Linked DNA regions of Mus musculus: region 1 is linked to region 2. Evidence: chromatin contacts called from public promoter capture Hi-C data. All regions are on one chromosome and are shown on one strand. Each heading gives the region's core, a stretch centred on a gene start, on an enhancer-like site or on the middle of the called end of the contact. The rest is flanking DNA. Distances are from core to core; before and after follow the strand shown. Region 1 holds the start of Vxn (vexin). Region 2 overlaps Mybl1 (myeloblastosis oncogene-like 1).

Region 1 (3,706 bases), core at 600-3,099, 73 kb before region 2:
GGGGAATAGAGGCCAAGGAGGTACCCTCCTCAACTAAAACTCTTTACTTGGGATTTATATTCCCAAGAGCCTGTCCAGTCCATTGTTACTACCATTTTCTTTTTGTGTGTATCAAAGTGTGTGGATGCATGCATACATATAGAGGTCAGAGGACAACTTAGGGAGTCAATTATCTTCTTCCACTGTGGGATCTGGGGAATGAATAATGTCCTCAGACCTACACAACAAGCAATTTCCCCTCTGCATCGTCTCGCTGGCCATATCCTAGTTCTTCTTATGTTTTGCTAGTCTTTGAGATAACGTCTGTTTATGTAGCTTATTCTGGCCTTAACTCTCTATATTATCTAGGCTGTGATCCTCTTGCCCCAACCTGTACTGTTGGATTGGGATTTATAAGACCAGATCATATCTCTGAAATTGAAACCAAAGCCCCATTTCAGTATGCAGAAGGCAGCACATAGGATTAGCCATTCACCTCAGATAGAGCAAACATGGCTAGCCAGAGGCACCCCCTATAATAGGTGTAATTCACAGAGAAAGAGATGAAGTGCTGAAAACTACCTAGGGAGCAAACATTTGTCCAGTACAGAAATATCAGTAGACACAACTCCATGTCTAAAATATGATGAACTAGGTTCACCCAAGGTTAAAGAATGGCAAGTCAAGACTAAAGAATTGAACACAAAGAGACTGGAGAGATGTTTCAGTGGTTAAGAACACCAACTGCTCTTCTAGAAGACCATGAATTGATTCCCAGCACCCACATAGCAGGTCACAATCACCTGTAACTCCAGTTCAGGGGATCTGTTGTCCTATGCTGGCAAAACATACACATTAAATAAAATTTTAGAAATTAATAGAACATGGTTGTAAATACTCGTAATCCCTACTTTGGGAAGGCTATGAGTTTGGGGCCAGCCTGGGCTATAGCATCATACACACACACACACACACACACACACACACACACACACAGAGAGAGAGAGAGAGAGTTTGAGGAGCTAGTTTATTAACTTTTCAGTCAATCTAGAGATTAAATCCAATTTTGGTGCAAATTAGCTATTTTAATCATTAAAGAAGCTAAAGTCTTCATACTTCAGTTTCTTGAGAATACCACGGTAAAATAATAATTAGCTAGAGCCATTGGTTAGTTATAGATACTCAATGATATCATATAGCTAGCTCCATGACTTGTAACTAATATTTAATAGGGCAGCTGTCACTGTTAATTTCATTACACTCCATCAGTCTTATGGTGTGAAACTGTGTAGCATAATAAAAAGTAGTGGGATTGGATAAAATGCATATGCTTATATATGTTTATGAAATGTATAGCTACCATGACATTTATTTGTGTATATATTAGGAAAGATTATATGAGGAAAATATAGCATACCCATAGACTATATAACATAAAAAGATAAGGCAATAAATACATTCCAATATAGAAGATAATAAAATATAACTATCCTATAAACGGGTCCCTTGGTGTGTGCACTGCCTGTTGCGTGACTATGCATACCTGTAGGGTTGTACAAAGAAACACTAAACTCTCACCTCCTGAAATGTAAGCCTTGTTGTCAAAGTGGATTGAGAAAAATATGTGGTGAAAAAACAGTCCTTTTATTTAAAATAGAAACTTTGAAGGGAGCGGAGTTAACATATGACAAATGAAGATCCTGTTCCCCTGGAGGAGGAGAAAAAGCCCTTCCTTTCTGGAATGAGACCCGGGCACACTGATAGCAAAACTGACGTTTCGTCTATTCCTCTTCTGTGAAATCCTCCAGCCAAGCTGTGCGCTAACTGAGTAGGCGAATTCACTTCGTCACTTCACAAAAGACTTCCAAATTCACTGCGGCAGACACTGGAAAATAAAATTGTTAAGTACATCCTAGCTGAGAGGGAGAGACGGAAGGCTCCGTGTTCAATCAAAGGTTTGCAATAATAGGAGTCATTTAAGAAAGAAAGAAAGAAAGAAAAAAAAAAAGACAGATGGGATTAGGAAATGTTGCTGCGGTGAGACTGTCATGAGAGGCACAGGCAGCCTGCCTTTTGTGGACCTGCACAATGATCACAGAGCCAGACTGGCTTAGGAGACCCTGGGACTAGGGCTCCAGAGAGAGGCCACGGGCTCCCGGACACCCTGCAGGGCAGGGGGCTGAGACCATGCATCAGATCTACAGCTGCAGTGATGAGAATATTGAAGTTTTCACCACGGTGATTCCTTCCAAGGGTGAGTAATAATCCTAACAACCGCTCTTGGCGTCCCCTATTGTGGCATCTTATGCGGGAGGTGACCCGGTGCTGTCGGACTAAGGTACACTAGTACTTGGTACCCTCGGGTCCCGAGGTCTGCTGGCTTCTTCGTGTCGATGTCATTTGATGTCCCCCTTTTCTGAAGAGGGGCACAAGGATAAACATCAATCATAGGGAAACAATCTATTCAGGCGGGGACGAGGACAGCATAGCCTTCCTGCTTCACTTAATTCGAAACGGACAACCCAGCAGGCTCAAAGGCTGGGACAATAAGTGATTGTTAAAGAGACAACGATGGAAACAAAATTTCCAGGGCAGCCTAATAAGCTTTCTTATTGTCTCCGGTAAAGGAAAAAAAAAGGGCAGGTTCTGAAGAGAGAATCAGCCGTTCCAAAGCCAACTCCATCTGACTTGGGAGGGAAAAGACTCCAGAAAGGCAATCAAACACCCAGAAAGGCAATGAAGCTGACCCCAGGCTGACTTATCCATAGGACCACAAAGGGAACTACCAAAAGGGAATCTTGACGTTATAACCTCTGGGTCCTGGCCATTGGTGCGGATCCCTGGGAAGGGCTTGTGAGTCCAAATTTGAGGAAGGGCCGATGATCCAGTCAGCTTTACCTTGCCATTGTTCTGACCCTGTAGCCCCTTGTCCTGCTGTGGCACAGGCTTACGCCTGGCTTGACTGTGATATTTGGCTAAAATGGTTTGAATGTTTGCTAGTGCTGGGAGCACACATTCAAACTATTCTTTTCTTCCTCTGTCCAATACTGAGGGGGGTTACCAGGGGTGGAGACTCAGCCTGGGCACAGGCAAACAGCTAAACATAAATTGAGCTCTCAACATCTACTACTGAGGGAAAGGGAGGAAAGGGGAAGTTGGGAGTGTGCCCATGTGTAGGAGTTGAAATTCGCTCTGGAGATTCTGAAAGTCAACCCTTCTGAAGAGGAATGAATTAGATCTGTGTGTATAGAGGTGGCCTTTCCATTTACTTTATCTCTGCCTTTTGTTTCTGTGGGTTTTTTGGGGGGGTAGGGTGGGGTTGCATTGCTAGTGGTGAACCAGTTGTCCATGCAAGGTAAGCAAGAGCTATACCGCTGATCTACCACATAAGACCTATAGATCAGTGTTGAAGGGGAAAGAAAAAGCAAGCTGAAAACCAATCTATGCTTAGTAGCATACTTGGAACTCTAAGATAATTGTGCATAGTATTTATGGGTACATTTTTGGAGCAACACATGCAAACAAGACTAGAAGGACCCATGTGTTATAAAATCAGTGAGGTCAGTGGCCCTGGAGAAGGGTGGAAGGAAGATAGGAGAAGGTGAGAAGGGGTCTAATCTCACTGTTAATTTTTGGAAAGTGAAGATTATGACTGCTTCCACTGAGAAGAGTGGCTCATATCTATAACCCAAGAAAGCTGAGAATTGTCAGGTCCAAGGCCAACTGG
Region 2 (3,542 bases), core at 814-3,313:
GGGACTAAATTATTTTTAAAGATTTTAAAAGGCAACGGCCAGAAATTCCTTCCCCACCTCCCTTGTACATAGAAGAAAAAACTGAACTTCAAGAAGATTCCCTGACCCATTAGTTTCCTATGCAACATTATTTAAGAGATTAGATATGTCAAAATATTAATTCTACTACAGTGAAACTACTAAACTACTACATACGTGTTTTAACATTAAGCATGCCACTAACAACTGTTTTCTTCTAGTTAACACGAGAACATAAAAATTTAAAATAAGCCAAGTAAAGGGTTATCTAAAGACCAAGGAAGATTAAACAAACTCATATTTATAAATTAAGAAACAAAATGTTTCCATTTCAATGTACACTTTTTTAATACTAAAAATTTCAAAATGATAAAACCCAGTTTTTTAAATTAAAACTAGAAAAGTGCTTGAGAATAAAGAGTATACATACCACAATTTTAAGAGGTCCATATTTTTTTTCCTGAGCAGCAAGTGCATTCTTAAAAGGAGTAGGAGTTCTTGGTGTGGTGCCCAGTATAGATCTTCTAATAGTAGGAGTTCTGAATCTAGTCAGTCATTCAGATATTTATATTATTGTCACATGTGAGGTCATAAATGTTAACAAAAGCAAAGCCATAAAAAGCATAAGCTATATTTTTATATAGACATGATTTGTTGTTGTTGTTTGTTTGTTTGTTTTTTGGGTTTTTTTTTTCCAAGACAGGGTTTCTCTGTGTAGCCCTGGCTGTCCTGGAACTCACTCTGTAGACCAGACATATGATTTTTAATGCATCACACAGAGCTATCTAAAGTATGGTTGTCTAGAGTCGGTTATACTCGTATAATTTTAAAGAAAAAATGACTTAGAAAAAAGTACTAAGAATATTTTGCTTGCAATAAAATTTTTATGCTAAATTTAGCCAGTTTCCAGTATTCTACAGAAACAAGAGGATGTGACTTTAAAAACAACAATTACAAACTTCTAAATCCTATAGAACTAAAGATTATGGATACACCATTCATTTGAATAAAATGCTGACATACTTCTAACATGCTTCCAGTTTTTCCTAACATAATTATTTAATACAGACTTACCCTACATTTTCTTTTTGATCTTTGGGGGTTGCTTCCTTCTGAAGAGGAGTTGTAATGAGAACTTTCTGCCCACAAATTGGGGTTGATGTAAAGGAAGGGTTTTCTATATTAAGTTGTTCATTTCCAGGACATGTGTTAAAAAACTAAATGAGGAAGTGAATTCAGACAATTTTTAGAACATCAAAGTTCCTGTATAAATATCAAACTGCTAAGACTTCTCTATTGTTTTAGGAAAAGATTATCAGTAATATTACATTTACATGCTACTTCTTGGAAATTAAGCTTCATAAAGGCAAGACATTTGTGTTCTGTTGACTGCTGCCTCCCAGCACTTTGAGCAGATAAGCACATACTAAACATTACAGAAACTCGGTCATGCTTTCTAATAGCACAAAAATATAAAGCAGTGCACATCAAGTACTGATCTACAGAAGCCATCGAGAGTTGTTACAACAACTATCTCCTGGTCTGAGATAAGAGTATAATTGAAAAAAACAACTGTGAATAAGGCCAAGTGCATTTTTCTCTCCGAGTATCTTGAACTCAGAATAGAATAACAGACTGGGTGTATGTGCATACCTGTAAAGACACCAATTAGCTTATTTATTGAAAGTTAAATGCCAGGCAAACTTGCCTGTCTAGAAGACAGACCAGATACTTTAAGCAGACAATACATGAGATCACTTTCTAAACTATACAATGAGACTTAACATTTCATACTACTATGAAATCCTAATTTACTTTTGTAGCTAGCAGACTAGCAGTAGTGATATGAGGAAGTAGAAATTGCTTCAAGAGTGCCACTTACAAGTGCAATCTACTCAAGCTCTATCACTCCTGTCTCCTAATATTTGAATCACCTCACCTAGAATTAAATATCAAAGTCTTTCACAGGATGAAATCCAAATGTCATGGGATATAAGTATCATCTACTTGCTTTCTAGATAGAATCGACTTCAGTAAAAACTACTAACATATAAAGCTCTGGAAGTGGAAACTTTCCCTGGGATAATTCTGAACTTGAGAGCTAAAGGACGTTGTAGACCATGCAAATTGGATTATCTCAAACATTTTCAGACCACAGTAGCTATTATGTACTACCATACCTACCACCTTCCCAACCTTAAAACAAACCTTCAATAAATTCCAGAATTCTCCATATTTGATCATTAAGCTCCCTACTTCTCTTTTAACATTTATGTGATGATTAATGCTGTCAACTTGACAAAACCTAGAATCATCTGGGAAATGGGCTTGTGCTAGCTTGTGAGGCCCTTAATTGGGTTAAATGAGGTGGCAAAACTCAGCCTAAAAGTGGAAGAACCATTCCCCTAGTAGCAGATTCTGGAGGGCCTCAGAAACGAAGCTGAGCAGCAACAGCAGCATGTATTCATGCACGCACTCATAGTGGATATTGACATGCGCAGCTGTCTCAAATTCTACCACTGTGACTTCCACAACATTGTCACCTGGAACTGGGGGCTAAAATAATTCTATCCTTTCCTCCTTACATTGCTTGTCAGGATATTTTATCTCAGCAACAGGGAAGAAATTAAAATATCAAAACACAAGTTGCTTCATTTTAAAACTTACTCCCTTTGGCTTCCAATGTCATTTGAAAGAAGATTAACAGGAGATGCTGTAAGAAGAGACACACAGCCTGGAATATAACAAGTGCCCAATAAAAAAATAATCCTAATGTATACATCTGCTCCTTGGAACATCACTAAGGACTAAAGCAGATGGTCTTGGACATCAAAACATGAGATTCTTAGAGTAAACTGCTATCTTCATTTCTTCCAAAGACTGTCAAAGAGGAAAATTAACATATAAATGAAAATCTAAATTGCTGATAAGGTCTCTTTATACCATGTCAGGAATATATGCTGAACAATCAAGAATCAAAGAGTCATACTAGATCTTAGTCTCAGCTCTGCATTAGAGACCTTTGGGCAAATAAATCATTTTACTTTTTAGGGGCCAGTTTTCCTCAGTCTTATCGAGAAATAGGACTACATGACAAAGGAAACTTCCCTTTTAACTCTTGAAAGTCTATGGTGCTGTGATGCGAATATTACCCTTTCTGACTTTCTGGGTTTACCATTCTCATGCATACAATTAAACATATCTATTTTTGTGGATTTAAAAAAAAACAGTCAATTGCTTTTAAAGATACTAAAGGTCTAACTTAGTCACCATCGGCAAATGTAAAACACTTGTACCTGAGAAGGAGAAAATGGTAGTGTTTTCACTGGTGTGTGTTTGAGTGCTGCATTACCAACTTCGCTAAGTGAGCCATCGCCAAGCTCACTGCCTGCAGACTGACCCACTCGAATTCTTTTCTTCTTTCTGAGGATGGTTGGAGGAGTGCTAAACTTGACCACATTTGGGGATGTTAAAGGAATAGCTTCACTGTCTCCACCATTACGACTGTTCTTTTTCCCTTCAAG

Evidence for each region. Promoter capture Hi-C pulls out the DNA fragments that hold promoters and counts their contacts.
Region 1: a promoter capture Hi-C map of pre-B cells shows a contact between it and region 2. The contact joins the promoter of Vxn here to the enhancer-like site in region 2. A contact is called at or near these places in 10 of 39 promoter capture datasets (the 3T3-L1 cell line, 3T3-L1-derived adipocytes, the C10 cell line and 6 more), 4 of 484 Hi-C or Micro-C datasets (the C10 cell line, bone marrow-derived macrophages, cerebellar granule neurons and 1 more), 4 of 115 datasets of contacts at active chromatin or transcription factors (the 230-238 cell line, differentiating embryonic stem cells, embryonic hindbrain and 1 more) and 3 of 9 other capture datasets (adipose tissue, liver and pancreatic islet).

The regions. Positions count from the first base shown.
Region 1 is chr1:9,599,418-9,603,123 of GRCm38.p6, forward strand. It overlaps Vxn (vexin), which reads left to right and starts at 1,850. Exons shown (of 6, transcript NM_178399.4): 1 at 1,850-2,233. The coding sequence starts at 2,167. All of the region lies in intron 3 of 2610203C22Rik (RIKEN cDNA 2610203C22 gene), which reads right to left.
Region 2 is chr1:9,672,653-9,676,194 of GRCm38.p6, forward strand. It overlaps Mybl1 (myeloblastosis oncogene-like 1), which reads right to left. Exons shown (of 15, transcript NM_001290397.1): 10 at 3,315-3,542; 11 at 1,093-1,235; 12 at 449-563; 13 at 1-4. Among named protein-coding and RNA genes, the nearest start is that of Mybl1, 26 kb to the right of the region's middle. Within about 2 kb of position 2,064, at least 6 of the 459 cell types and tissues checked have an H3K27ac peak or open chromatin away from gene starts, as enhancers often do. A contact at or near this core is called in bone marrow-derived macrophages and pre-B cells, where this site is marked.